Linked DNA regions of Mus musculus: region 1 is linked to region 2. Evidence: chromatin contacts called from public HiCAR-type data. All regions are on one chromosome and are shown on one strand. The core of a region is the stretch at or near the end of the contact, and the rest is flanking DNA. Distances in the headings are between cores, read along the strand shown. Region 1 overlaps Ralgps1 (Ral GEF with PH domain and SH3 binding motif 1). Region 2 overlaps Ralgps1 (Ral GEF with PH domain and SH3 binding motif 1).

Evidence for each region. HiCAR-type assays count read pairs that join an accessible place to other places.
Region 1: a HiCAR-type map of astrocytes shows a contact between it and region 2, with 3 times the contacts expected there. The contact joins two enhancer-like sites. A contact is called at or near these places in 4 of 484 Hi-C or Micro-C datasets (CD8 T cells, bone marrow-derived macrophages, cerebral cortex and 1 more), 5 of 115 datasets of contacts at active chromatin or transcription factors (the HPC-7 cell line, astrocytes, embryonic stem cells and 1 more) and 1 of 9 other capture datasets (embryonic stem cells).

Annotation. Positions count from the first base shown.
Region 1 is chr2:33,314,443-33,318,368 of GRCm38.p6, reverse strand. All of the region lies in intron 4 of Ralgps1 (Ral GEF with PH domain and SH3 binding motif 1), which reads left to right. Among named protein-coding and RNA genes, the nearest start is that of Ralgps1, 55 kb to the left of the region's middle. Within about 2 kb of position 1,613, at least 163 of the 459 cell types and tissues checked have an H3K27ac peak or open chromatin away from gene starts, as enhancers often do. A contact at or near this core is called in astrocytes, embryonic fibroblasts and heart atrium, where this site is marked.
Region 2 is chr2:33,183,909-33,187,507 of GRCm38.p6, reverse strand. The region is part of intron 8 of Ralgps1 (Ral GEF with PH domain and SH3 binding motif 1); the gene reads left to right. Gm13528 (a long non-coding RNA gene) reads right to left here. Exons shown (of 3, transcript XR_866131.3): 3 at 2,498-3,599. Among named protein-coding and RNA genes, the nearest start is that of Gm13528, 10 kb to the right of the region's middle. Within about 2 kb of position 2,052, at least 40 of the 459 cell types and tissues checked have an H3K27ac peak or open chromatin away from gene starts, as enhancers often do. A contact at or near this core is called in astrocytes, embryonic fibroblasts and heart atrium, where this site is marked.

The DNA.
Region 1 (3,926 bases), core at 364-2,863, 130 kb before region 2:
CCCACAGTCAGATCTCCCAGTAGTTAGACCCACCTTTACTCAGTCATACATCAGTCCACTGTGCCAAGACACCACCACTTGAGAGACAAGGATGGCAGGAACTCCAGCATGAGACAGACATGCAAATAAAAGCGGACAAGAAGTACAAGGTCACAGGGCACCGGAGGGTTGGGGAAAACATGCAGTGAGCATGGTATGGGTGGGTGAATGAGAGAGCCAAGAAGGCCAGCAGCCCAGACCACTGCAGAAGCAGAATGTCACAGCTCCCATGTGTCTGAGCGCTAGCTGCACAAGTTGGTTATCACAGAAAGTGTGTTCAGGCTCTACAAGATCAGGGCTACAGCTTCAGGGACAAGGACTGATAGTGAGGACCACAGTAAAGGAATGGCAAGAAAAGAGCCTCGAAGCCTAGGTCTAGAGACTCAGTAGCACACACAGAGCCAAACACAGGGCCTCTGGGTATCTTCAGGGAGCAAGAGCCTATGAAAGGGGCTGGACTGGGCAGGTAGATTCTCTGGCTCTGAGTTGGGCATTGTTAGGCATGTTAGGGCAGGGAGCCTTAGGTGGACTCAGCTCCAGAGTTTGAGCTTAGCGCTGAAGGATATTTATTTATTTATTTATTTATTTATTTATTTATTTTTGAGGCAGGGTTTCTCTGTATAGCCCTGGCTGTCCTGAAACTCACTCTGTAGACCAGGCTGGCCTCGAACTCAGAAATCCGCCTGCCTCTGCCTCCCTTGTGCTGGGATTAAAGGTGTGCGCCACCACGCCCGATAAGGATTTTTAAAAGGAGAAAGCTTCCCCCACCCTGCCCCTTTTAGCTGTCTACTCCGAGGTAGACCTCTCTGGAGTGGTGAGGGTGGTCAGAGGATTCTGCAGGACTATAGATCTGGAGAGTGGTGGTGAGAATGGCAAGTCTGGTGAGGGCTGCTTCCAGCTGCTGTGAGTGCAGGGCAAGCAGAGAAGAGGACCAGGGCCTGAGGTAGTGGAACGGATCCTAGAGTAGGATGATCCTAGCACAGCTCGGGACTTTGCCTGTGGGGGGGTGAGGTTAAAAGGATCAGAGGTCCAGGCAGCATGGAGACTGAGAAGGTAGACGTGGGGATGGAGGAGCACTGCGTGTGGGTGATGGCTGTGCTGTGGGGCAGGGGCTGAGGTGGGGTTGAAGACAAAGGCCCTTAGATGAGGGTCTGAGGGCAAGAAGGGGAAAGTGAAGTTGTACCAAAAGGCAAGAGAGCAGGCAGCACTGTGGACGAACCCACAACCAGGGGAAAAAAGTGAGTTTGGCCTGTAACCTAGGAAGGTGAGACCCAGAGTGGACAGCCACCTTCCCTGGGTGCCAGGCATTAGGTCTGAAGAGATGCTCAGCATCTTCCTGCCTCACTGTCTGCAGCCTTAGAGAGGACTGCCTCTGGACAGGGAAGAGGTGGGGCATTGAGAACAAATGTTTGAGGCAGAGGGCCATTGTGTAAGGAATTATTTCAGCCTCCCTTCATGTGGAGCTGGAGACTTGACTGCCATCTGTGGGACACTTGCTGCTATGTACATAGGCTGGACTGCAGGAGCCCAGGGCTCAGTGCAGGCCCACAGTTCCCCAGCAGGGGTGCACTGGGGCTCGGGGAGACACTGCTGTATGGGTCGGGAGCTGACCCTCTGGCCTATTGTCTGGCTGTGCTGCCTCCTCTGAAGACATGGACATTCCAGAGAGCCGAGATCAATGTTGGATGGGGGACAAACCCTGCGTGTCCTCGATTCCCTTTGGCTCTGGGAGAGGGGGGAGAGCTGCCAGCAGGCAGTCGCCTGTGGTGAGGAGCGAGGTTTCACTGACATCATTGAAAGCCCTCTCTTGGGTCAAGTTCTGGGCAGTGTGCACAGAAAAAAGCAAAGCCGCGGTCACTTCTTTCATGGATGGCAAAGCCCTCGGCAGCCCTGGCTCCTATTTTTCCTTTGGAGCCAGAGACCTGTTTCTCTGACCATCTTCCTGACTTGCCTAGAGCCTTCCCTCCTCTTTTCTACTCAGGAGGCAGTCCATACTCCTTCAGCATCCCATGGGGTCTGTAATAGCTAGCCTACCTTGCTAGTTCTCCTTCATGTCCCCTCCCATTTTACTTCCTGCAGGCTGCCCCCTCCACCTGGAGTGTCCAGATGCCTCAGAAGATGGGGTGCAGTTGTGCAGCTAGAGCTTCAGGGTTCTGTGACTTCCTTTAACCCACTCCTGTAGACACCTTTGCCTCTAGTAGTCATTTGACTAGTCTGCTGGTTAAAGCCTCCTTCCTAGATTATAACCGCAGGACTCTTCCCCCATCTCCTGGGACCTACTGCGGTGCCCAGTGTTGTTTGCTGACTGTATTTAGGGGGAGACTGTTGTGATGAGTCCCTTCCTACCTGCTGTCTGTGCAGTGCTGCTTCCCTCTGTTCAAACTAAAGAATGAGGTATCAGCACCATGCACTTGTCATCCAGTGAGAAGAGGGGGGCTCCTAGCACAGGGCTCATCAGAGTGGATGCCAGCAAGCGCTGAAGGCCTCCCTCTGCTGCTGCTGCTCTTCATTTACAGCTGTCATTTGTTCTTTGGTCTCTAGTTTTTTTCCTGTCTAGTGACTCTTGTCACACTGAAAACACAGTAGAAAAGGGTCCTCTTCAGCTGAGGCATGGTGGACACAGGAGTCAGGTCTGGCTGTAGACCTGGCCAGCAGCACATCAGAATTAATGCACTTTGGAACTTTGAGACTCATTTTTTCTCTTTTCTTGAGCATGGATATGACATGAGTACTGGTGAGAAACCAAATTTCCTTTTAAGTGAATTAATAACCTGACACTAAACAGAGGCCTTGCTCACAACACAGAACAGAGCCTCACAGAGCAGCTGTTTTCACCCACAGGCTGTCTGGGCTCTGGCTTTAGGAGCAACAGCTTGATCTCAGGCAGGGTAATGGGGGAGGGAGTGGCAAGCCCTGCTGGTGAGATCTGTGAGGAATCTGGCTCTGCTGTTCTCTAGCTGGGAGGCCTAACTAAGGCCAGTGCCTTTTCCTCTTGCTGTCTTCCTTTCCTTATCTGTAAAATAGCTGGGAGGGGCCTTCAAGGTGGCTCAGAGAGTAAAGGCTTTTGCTGTGCCAGGAGCCCGGTGACCCGAGTTTGAGTCCCAGAACACATAAAGGTGGATGAAGACTCCAACTCCACAGAGCTGTCCTCTGTGATCTTCATGAGTATGCTGTGGTCCATGTTCCCCCTCACCCTCTCCCCCCAGAGAGAGAGAGAGAGAGAGAGAGAGAGAGAGAGATCAGGAGAGGAGAGGTGGTGGACTGTGTCTCATAGTATGGGTACAGGTGATTGTGTAGGCAGAGGACCTACAACTCATTTCTTCATCTGAGAGAGGAGACAAGTGCTGCAGTAAATCTCCTCCCAAATATGCCCCGGCAATGAAAACACAACACAGTTAATATGAATACATGCTGTGTGCCTAGATTGGGCAGATCTACCACTACACTACCATCTTCCACAGCTTATGAGACCCCTTAGAACTTTCGGTTTCTCCAGGTCGTGTGCTTCTGCTCCGCTTTTCTTCCTCCTCCTCTGCATCCTCTCCCTCTTCCATTTTCTTCTTCTTCTCTTTCCCACCTTCTGCTCCACCTCCCCTTTATCTGCCCAATCTTCAGCTCTCCTTTATATTACAAATTAAGGTGGGCAGCAGGTTTATAGGAAATCACCTGAGTGCTGACTCATTCCTTGTTCACAACCACTCACAGGAGAACGGAATTAACATCAAATATGATTGGCCCCTGGGCTATCCACAACAGACAAGAATAGAATGAGACAATCCCCAGCACCACTGTCGGATGAGAGGTGTATCCCAAAGCATGCCTGTCAGTATGATCAAGTACTTAAGCACCCAGAGGAGAAAAAGGCTGTTACAAGCCACCTGGCCCCT
Region 2 (3,599 bases), core at 803-3,302:
GTTCAGGGGAAGCAGACCAAAGAGAGCCCAAATCTTGCTTGGAGGGCCAGGGGTCACCTCCATAGGTTTGGGGTTCGCCCTTTCTCTGGACTTGTTCACTTCTGATTTTAGTTTAGTTTAGATGCTTAGGCAGGATGTATCTAGGGACAAGGCTCTTTCCTGGAACAGGCTGAGTTCTTCTGAGGGACAGGCTGTGCCCTGGTTAGCTGTTCCCAGCCCCCCCCCCCATTTCCTCAGACAGGTTTCTTCCCTTGCCCCTTCCCATGGCAGTGGTGGGACTTGCCAGGCTGGCCTTCTACACTGACCACCCTGTGTCCCATGGCGCCCACTTGTCCCCTTGTTGCCTCTGATGTTGTTTTGGCTCCAAGGTTGTTTTGGTTTTTGAGGGTCTGTGTTTGTTTGTTTGTCTTTGCAATGCTAGGGACCTAAGCCCAAGCCTCGTGTATGTTAGGCAAGCTCTGAGCTGTGCCCTGCCTTAACTCTGAAGTGTGCTTTAACTTAGTTAGCCCTCTGCCCCCATTTCCTCTCAGCCACTCTCCTATCCAGAAGCCTGTCTTCTTGAGCTGTATTTCTAGTGCTCTGTGCTCTGTCCCAAAGCTTGGACCAAGCTGTTGAGGGGACAGAGCCCTCTCTTTCTGTGGCCTTGCTCTGTAGCCCGGGACTTAGGTGATTTTCCATGTCCCATTGCTGGGTTGTCTTTCCGTGGACTGTATCCGTGGATGTGGTGAAATCTATGGGGCTTTGAGGTTTATCAGCATGCAGGCATTTGGGTCTCTTTCTGGGCACACTCCCAGCCTCTCCTGCCAGTAGCAGCCGCAAGTGCACGTGAGCAGAGGAGCACAGGGAACGCCAGGGCCCAGGCCAGCTCCTTCTTCCAGTCTTGAACTTCTGAGAGTAAAGGGCAAGCCCTGATGATCTCCCTTTAGAGAGACAAGGCCCAGAGTTACTCAGTCTCGGCCCTGCACATCTATCTTAAAGTGTGTTGAGCTTATTTATAGATTCTAGCCATAATACCCCCACCTCACCCTGCTCTCTCTTATCTACAGGAATTTTAGTGACCACTAAACTGAGGGAGGATCTGTGAGGGTTAATTACACATCCCCATCCCCTCCTCACGCTCTTGTTGCTGTTGTTTTTCAAGTAGCTTTACTGACTGTCCCCTCTGTTCAGATACTCTGCAGCCCCTTGGTCTCCACAAAGGCCTGTGAAGCTATAGGCAGCAACCAAATCAGTCATAAATTAGGATGCTGGATCTTGAACACAGATGTCTGGCACCCCCACAGCTTCCCTCCAGTGTGCATGTGGAATTTTGAGCATCAGAAATAACTGCAGCCACTAGGTTCCTTCATTGGAATCCTGTGTGGCCAGTGACTTGAAGTAGGCCACCCTCTGGAGTTAAAGCAAGGTGAAGGCAAAGAAGGGCACCGTAGTAAACACCACAGATGTCAAGGACACAACTAAGCCATTTTCTGTCTCATCTAAGAATATTAATGTTTCATCGATTTGTGCCTCTTTCAAATGCCTTTCTTCATCAGGCTACTAGGATCAGGGCCTATGCCCTGGCTGGTGCTCTACCCCTATGCCTAGGATAGATATGGGAGGCATTCTGAATATCTGTATTATCAGTACCCTTGCCAATGACAGTGGCATCACTAACTGAGCTGTGTCCTTGCAGCTTTCCAGGTGGTCAGCAGCCATGCTCCCCTCACCCCACAGCATCCTCTGATCGTGTAGCAAGGGTATCCTGATGCCCAGTGTGGACAGCAAATCCTACTGGGACAGCAGCAGTGTGCTGCTAGGAAGGGAGGTAGAATGGGGTAAAACTGGTGCTGGATAAATGGACAAAGAAATTGCATGGATTTCAAAGAGGTGCCTACGAGGCCAGAGCCCAGGGTTCAAGTGTCCTGAGTCACTGTCCAAGAAAATTGAGTTCTGGTACACATAGGGGACAGATGTGGTTAGTTAGGCCTTCCACTGTGCAGCCTGACCTAGCCGGTGCTGCTGGCCCAATGGCAGAACAGCCACAACACTAGTTTCTTCCGGCTCCCCCTGCTGGTTGGGTTGCAGCCCCTGCCCATAGGAATGTGCTGGGAAGCAAGGCCAGGCCTGGGCTGTCCAGATCTGGCTGAGCAGCAGGCTCCGACCATAGTGGAAGAAGGGTGGGACTCAAGGAGATGGCCCCACTGTACTGGCAAAATGGCTTTCCTAATACTTCCTGGAGGGGATTTGCGTGTATCCGTCCGTTCACTGTAAAGAAAAATGGGGGACTCCAACCATCTAAGCCTGACAACCAAAAATAAACGAGTGCAGGTAGAAGAGACCTTCGGGACTTCACTGCTGAGAGAACAGAAGAAGATCTGCTTTGAGAAAGTAGAGATCAGTGCTGATCTACCTAGACCTCCAAATATCTGCAGCTCATTTCCCAGAGAATGCAGGGAAATTGATGACGGAGGCCCAGAACTCTCCATTGAGTCATGAATAAAGCCGACAGCTTTGGTTTTTTTTTTTTTTTTTTTGGTGTACTTAAAGACTAAGCACCAAGTGGCCACAGATCTGAGTGTATTAGGGGAAATGGAAAATACTTTGGCAACTAAAGCAGCCGTCTCTGAGCTCACTCTCTGGCTGGGATCCTGATGGCCTGGGACGTTCGGGGAGCCTTTTTGTGCACAGTAGCAGATTTCAGAGCCAGCTCTGGAAAGACAAGCTTGCGAGTGTTTTGCTTGGCACGTGGCAGCCACCGTTCTACCAAATGTAGGCGCAGGTTTCCGAGTCTTTCACTTTGGGAGTCATCTTCCATTTCCTTTGATGACGTTTGCACCTCTGGATACTCTTTATAGCACTCAGAGAAAGCAGGGTGGTTAGCTTAGAGATGACAGGCCAGTGCTGCCCCCACAGGGTGGCTGTGGAGTGGGGTGGTGCCAGCCGGGGGAACTAGTCTCTTCCACCCCGCAGCAGAAGTTAAGGGTCAGAAGAAGAGCCATGCATGCAAATACACCCTCAGCTTTGGCTCCAATTCTCTGAGCCCTGTTTTGTGCACCTCAGTGGTGGATCTGAAGACTCTAGAACCAGGCTGCACCTAGCCTTGACCTGTGAGCATGGTATCCATGCTGTAACAAAAGAAGGGGCAGGAAAGAAAGGAAGGAGGGGGGGAGAAAGGGAGGGAGGGAGGGAGGGAGAGAGAAAACTAAACAGTCTTGCTGATGTTGAAGTGTGTCTTCTCATGGCTGATGCACAAGTCAATGGGATGAGACAAAGAAAGCGCATGTGAAGTAATGAAGGCGCACATGGCACAGCCACTGTTTACAGATAACACCATTAGCCACTATAAGAATTATGCAGTGAGACAATTTAGGATAACCAACTGAGGTATAATAGAAAAAATTTATACTACATTATTAAAATTAGATGGAAAAATGCCCAGGCTTATTGCTCCTCATTTGAGTAATCCACCTTATTGAAATAAAGGTAAGGGACGGGCGGTAAGATGGCTCGGTATGGAAGAGGTTTGTTGTCAAGCCTGAGTACCCGAGTTCCATCCCTGGACCACACAGTAGAAGAGAAATAACAATGGCTGACAGCTGTCCTCTGAGCTCCCTAGG